Regions from separate parts of the Sus scrofa genome. Here region 1 is linked to region 2. Evidence: chromatin contacts called from public Hi-C data. All regions are on one chromosome and are shown on one strand. Each heading gives the region's core, a stretch centred on a gene start, on an enhancer-like site or on the middle of the called end of the contact. The rest is flanking DNA. Distances are from core to core; before and after follow the strand shown.

Region 1 (3,323 bases), core at 550-3,049, 470 kb before region 2:
CATTCTTTTACAACATTCCCTTCCTATGATTATGCCTAGGTAAAAATTCATCTTAAAACATGGGCCAGACTTGTGGTCTACTTTTATGACTTGGCCCTATAGTCTCATCCTTACACTATTACTATATCATGTTCAATTACAGGAATACTATTCCTGTTAATTGTTGTCATATTAGTCTTCCTAACATGTAGCTCTAATTACATCACCAACATTTAAGGAATAAAGTCCAAATTACTGAGTTTGTTTGGATCCACAATCCAACCTCATTTCCCACTTATCTCTTTATATTTTATCTTACATTAAGGAAAATAGACCTGAGTTACCGATTTTTGAAAAGAGGGGAGGGTGTCACCGAATATTCCTGCTATTCTGCCCACCCAAACCTCAGATTATCTAAATCTCACCCATCTTTCAAAACTCAAATTAAATGCTTCTCTGATTAAGTGAACCCAAACCCTACATAGATACTGTGCTCTGAATCTGCACTGTACCTTTGGGTAGCTTAAAAAAAAGTTTCTATTTTTATTGTAACTGTTTTCACATATGTCTTATGTCCTCTACTATATGAACTCCTTATGGCAGGATGTGTCTGAGTAATCACTGGACAGTTAAAGTTAGTAAATATATCTGGTCTATGGGAATAGTATCTCTTAGTCTCATTTTGTAGTATTTGTAACGTTATTTCCTGTACTGAAACTGCTACAAAACCTTCAGTTGACCTAACCAAAGAAACAGAAAACGTCTTAAAAACAGATTCTAAATATTTACTGAAATGGCTTTTAAAAATGTTGAAAGGATGCTGGTACCGAATTTTTTTCTAAAAACGAATCTGTAGAATAAATACACCTGTATTGAAAAGTTTAAAGCATATGAACCTAACTGCACACCCTTTTGCTTCTCTTAACATTTCTGATACACTAAGCATGAGTAACATTGTGCCACCAGTATCATTATAAGTAAACCCTTCCACTTTCCTAGCAAGTTCCCAAACTATTTCATTACCATACTGGTGCTTAAGAGACTGATTTACTCACATTGGCCATTTCTGGCGGAAAGGGCAGACGCAAATTATCTTTCCTTTCGTAAAGTTATGCCTGGGAAAGGACAAAACAAAACAGGCCGGTGACGGATTCAGCTCTGACAGACGGCTCGGGTAACGTTCACCACTGCCTGTGTCCCTCCACCGTCAAAGGCACCGAAGTGCAAGCTCTCCCCGTCCCCCAAGGAAGCCAGGATTCGTCCCCAGCCCCTACAGCGCACAGACCACGGTCCAGAGGCCGTGCAATTCTCGGCCCGGTCTGTGTCCGCAGAACACAACTCCGACTAGATGGGGTAGACTGAGAGACCGTCCACCAGTACGGAATCCTGAGGCCCCGAGCAGGTTGTTAACACAGGCCTGACCACAGCTCTAAGCGAGGGTGGGGAACGTGGAGCCGTCCACCGGGACAGCGTCCTGAGGCTCCGAGTAGGTTTTTTAACACAGGCCTGACCACAGCTCTAAGCGAAGGTTCGAGCAGCGCCGAGGGATGAGAAAGCAAAAAAAGTCCTAAAGACAGGACGACAGGATGACTGGGGACAGCGACAGGAGCCCTCTCGGAATAGGGGCAACACTGAAAGCTGGGGCACGAAGACTGGCGAATTTGGAGAGAATAACGCGGGTGGAAACAAGCCGTACCAGTCACCACCGCCGCCGCCTCCAGCTGTCCCAGCGCTCTACGCTTCCCGTCTTCAAAATGGCGGCGCGACGGCGGCGGGGTGAGCGTACGGGGGCAGCGAGCAGACTGAAGGAGTTGCTTCCGAGCGCGTCGATGGGCAGGATCGTCGAACCACCGCTGCGCACGCGCACAGTAGGCTTCCGTAGCGCCCCTTCCATTGGATAGTCCCGCCTGGCTGTGGGAGGAGAAAAGGTGAGTTGCGGTGACAAGACGGAGGGCTTGTGAGCTGAGTTTTGATGGGTCTTTCCTCTTTCCTTAACTCAGTGAAATATTTGAAAGCCTTCACTCTCCCTAACACTTTCTTTTTGCTTCTAGGAAGTATAGTCCTCTGTTCTTTGTAACGTGGTTTTTTTTTTTTTTTTAGTTTTTCGTGACTTACTGTTTTTGAGAATAGGGCATTTATGTTTTTCTCTTAATAGGCTCAGTAAATATATATCAAATGATGGACCTAGAGATTATCATACTAAGTGAAGAAAGCCAGACAGAGAAAGATAAATATAATATCAATTATATGTGGAATCTGAAATTTGACACAAACTTATTTACAAAACAGAAACAGACACACATAGAACACAAATTAATGGGTTCCAAAGGGGAAGAGGTTGGGAGGGATGAATTGGGAGTAGGGGAGTTAACAGAAAGGACATTACCATATATAAAATAGATAAACAAGGTTTATTGTACAGCACAAAGTACTTTATTCAATATCTTAGAATTAACAAGGAGTTGAAAGAATATATGTCAAATGACTTATTTATAAAGAGTATATATTTTCATTTGTCAGTTATACTTAAAAAAATTACCCTAAGTCCATACTTTATTCATGCAGATATTTTTAGCTGGGTCATGGTGGGCAAGTTTCTTTTTTTCTTTATGCGTTTAATTTCCTTACTTCTAAAACAAATAATAATAATGCTTAACTCGTAGATTGTTTCTGAAGACTAAATCAGTTCATCTATAGCTAACACATTATAGCGAGCACGCGCATGCACACACACACACCTCATAGCTTGAGAATCATAGAGGGTTCTGAGAAAAACCACTGAACTAAGTCTTGAAGTTACTTACACCTCGTTATTTTTTCATGCCTCATAATTTCTCTTTCAATTTGGCTCACTTGTCCAGGTTATATAATAAGATTTCTGGTTGAATGATATTCGTAAGCTTTTTGAATCTGGGAACCATATGTTATTCATTATTGCCAGGACAGAAAGTCCTCTGTCAGGTAGAGGTGGAAGTTAAGAGTCAGTGGTCAGTGGAATGGCAGGAGGCTGTCAGGAATAATTTCATAGTAGAAGTGGTGCTTGATCTGTGTTTTGAAAGATGAGTAGGTTTTTTTTTTTTTTTTTCCCTGAATGCCAAGAAAAGACAGAGGGGTGAGGACATTTCAGTCAAAGGAAGCTGTGTGGTCAGAAATAAGGAATTCAGAACACTATGGGCAGTTGGGAGATCCACAAGTAATCAAGGGGTTGAGTTGGAGGTTGACAGGGGCCAGATCATAGTTGGGCTTCAGTGTGTTACTAAGGTAGATTAATCCTGGAAGCAGATTTATGTAGAATTATGGCATTATCAGATTTGTGTCTTGGGGAGATCTTGGCCTTCAGTATA
Region 2 (2,976 bases), core at 101-2,600:
AACCTTTTACCCAACATCAACACACTGGTGCTAAGCAGTAGCTCAGGGAAGAGGAGAGGATTTAGAGAGAGAATTAAAAATCAAGAACCACCTGAACAAATCAAGAAATCTTGACATCAGCTATTTCACCAGACATTACTTTGCAACTTCAGTGCAATGAACTTTATGTCATCATTCGTATGATGTAGATCACCTATTTCTTTGACTTGTAATTATCTATGTATATGTGTCATTCTCCCCCATGCCAGGCTGCAAATTCAATTTCTGGAATATAGTAGAAATTTAATAAAGAAAAAAATAAAATGTGAAAAGTGGAAGGGATACTGAATAAAGATGATTAGAAATCACAGTGGCTCATAGGTTGGGCTGTGTACGTACCTAATCACGTGATTAACATCAAAACAGTTCCCATCATGATATATCTTTTGAAGAGTCAGGGACTGTAAGTTTTCTAAGCACACAAAATAAGGCAAAAAACGGAGCTTTTGTAAAGGCTGATGATGCTCAGGCTGTCTTCATGAGCACAGATGTAGTGACTAGTTTTCTCCCCTCTGGCTGTGCCTGAGAATCATCCTCCACATTGTAAAAAATGTGGATATCTGGACTTCCTCCACCTTAGATCTGCTGGTTTTAAACTCATCAAAGTTTCCAGACCTCAGTGTATTTCAAAGTTTGTTTTAAAGTTGCATGAGTAACCTTGAGGGCCAGGCAGCGCTGAGGATGCCTGGCTGAGGGTTGTGGCGCCGGTGTTTCTGAGGAAGGGCAGGAGACTACTTGACTTGGCTCCCTTTGCTCTTTATCACTCTTGTTTTGTCAGGCTCTTCAGCTAAAAGAACTGAAGTTTCCGTAATAAGAAAGGGAGCGGATAATAAGGGCACACATAGAACTGGAAAATGGTCAAAGTTGAGGCAACCTTCATCTACAAATTCCTTCCTTATCCTGAGCCACAGTCTCTCTCACCTCCCTCCCCCTCCCTCTCCTCTCCCTCCTCCTTTCTCTCCCTCCTCTCTCCTCTTCCTCCCCCTCCTCTGTCCTCTCCTTCCTCCCTTCTCTCCCTCCTCCGTCCTCTCCTTCTTCTCTCCTTTCCCTCCTCCATCCTCTCTCTCCTCCTTCCTTTGTCCTCTCCCTCCTCCCCCTCTCTCCCTCTCTCCTCTTCTCTCTCGCTCTCATATTCACCAGATTTCTCTCAAAAAATCCCTGTGTCTAGTGATGTGTCTGCTTTTCTCTCTATTCTCTATGGAAAGACTTCCTCATTCTTCATGGGCTCTTTTTCTGGTCTGTGTCAGAGCCTCTGGTTTCTCTTAATTTTTGCTTTTCATAACTTGTTTCTACCTGATCCCTGAGAACTGCCCATCTTGTTATAATGGTCTGTCATGCCTGGCTCCCTTTGCTAGCTACTTCCTTCCTGAGAGAGAATCTAATGGGCTTTTTTGCTGTGAGGGATAGCAAATTACGCTCAGAGACTAAGATTGCCTTTGCCAATAAACAAAACAAGTTCATTAAAATGATTTCACCAATTAATAACAAACAGGATAATAACTCTTAAGAAGCCAGTCAATAACATACCCCCAAACCATGATGGATTCATTATCGTATTGTTCCAGGCAAGGGGAGATGACAGAAATAAAGCCAAATTCAGTTGAAGTGTACCATTTCTATGAGTTTTGGTTTCTCAGGAGAGGCAGTTTTGCCAAGGAAAAGCTGACATTCATAGGCAGGACAAAAATAAAAGTCCCTTGCTGCTGTGAAATATGATGCTGTTGGGCAGGCTAGACTGCTCCATGTGTATCAGCCTGGGGACCATTGCCATGGCAGGAGCAAGTGTCTCAAGATCTTCAGACTAGATCAGCAGAGGGGTAGCTTTGCCCTGACTGACAGACACTCTAGGACATTCCTCTCAAACTCACAGTATTTTTGCCATGCCCCTTGCCATAGTTGCTCCTCCACTTGTTCAAATCCATAAGTCCTCATCAGGACCCTCAGATGCCGAATTAATAAGTGATTATCAAGGACAGCAGATGGGAGATGAGAGCCTGACACAATTCCATTCTCATATCAGAATAACTTTACTCCTAAAGACAGCAAACAGGTGGGTCGGAAGTCATATCCAATCGATACACAACATTAGCTCAGATCATCTTTTCACAAAAGGCATGTCTCAGTTTGCTGGCTCTAAATACTTTCAAGTCAGGTGTCACCTTGAGAGCAGTCATCTGGGACTGGAATTTGGTAGTCATGTTGGCCAAAGTCTATGTGCCTCAGAATGGTCATTTTTAGGGGGGCTACATGTTGGAAGATTCCTGGTATCTTGTAGAGCATGTCTCAACATCCACTGTGTTTTAGTGTTACATTTTATATATATATATATATATATTATATGTGTGTCATATATATATTATGTGTGTGTCATATCTATCTATGTATATATATTTATGTAACCTGGCTTCTCATTTTTGAACTGCTGGAGTGCTGATGCACTTTTATATCACCATTGGTATTTAGCTACATACTTGGAATACTTTCTTTGTCCAATGGATGCTTGTTGCATAGGTATAGTACTTATATCCCTCTCCCTTTCTTTGCTGCCTTTGTTTCTTTCTATCCTTTCTCTCTCTGTCCCTTTATCCCTCTCTTCATCCTTCCTTTTCTCTCTTCCTTCTGTTTTTCTTCCTTCCACTACATGTAAGGACATACTATGTCAGAGACTATGCATTGTAACGTCATAACTCAAAAACAGAGTTCCTGCTGTGGCTCAGCAGGTGAAGAACCCAACTAGTATCTATGAGGATGGGGTTCAGTTGCTCAGTGTGTTAAGGATCCGGCATTGCCACAAGCGTGGCGTGGGTCTTGGATGTGGCTCAGACCTGGCATTGCTGTGGCTGTGGCCAGCTGCAGCTCCGATTTGACCCCTAGCCTGGGAACCTCCATATGCAGTGGGTGCAGCCCTCAAAAGACAAAAAAAAGAAAACCTCAAGA

What was found. Hi-C and Micro-C count contacts between places; a contact is called where the count stands out from the background.
Region 1: a Hi-C map of skeletal muscle shows a contact between it and region 2, with 4 times the contacts expected there. The contact joins the promoter of MMADHC here to the enhancer-like site in region 2. A contact is called at or near these places in 1 of 5 promoter capture datasets (fetal liver), 5 of 47 Hi-C or Micro-C datasets (embryonic fibroblasts, mesenteric adipose tissue, omental adipose tissue and 2 more) and 1 of 2 datasets of contacts at active chromatin or transcription factors (skeletal muscle).

What each region holds. Positions count from the first base shown.
Region 1 is chr15:2,497,556-2,500,878 of Sscrofa11.1, reverse strand. MMADHC (methylmalonic aciduria and homocystinuria type D protein, mitochondrial) reads right to left here and starts at 1,799. Exons shown (of 8, transcript XM_003133258.4): 1 at 1,676-1,799; 2 at 1,035-1,094. The coding sequence starts at 1,043. It overlaps LOC102159998 (a long non-coding RNA gene), which reads left to right and starts at 1,782. Exons shown (of 4, transcript XR_002339312.1): 1 at 1,782-1,907.
Region 2 is chr15:2,031,960-2,034,935 of Sscrofa11.1, reverse strand. No RefSeq gene overlaps it. Among named protein-coding and RNA genes, the nearest start is that of RND3, 320 kb to the right of the region's middle. Within about 2 kb of position 1,350, at least 3 of the 83 cell types and tissues checked have an H3K27ac peak or open chromatin away from gene starts, as enhancers often do. A contact at or near this core is called in omental adipose tissue and skeletal muscle, where this site is marked.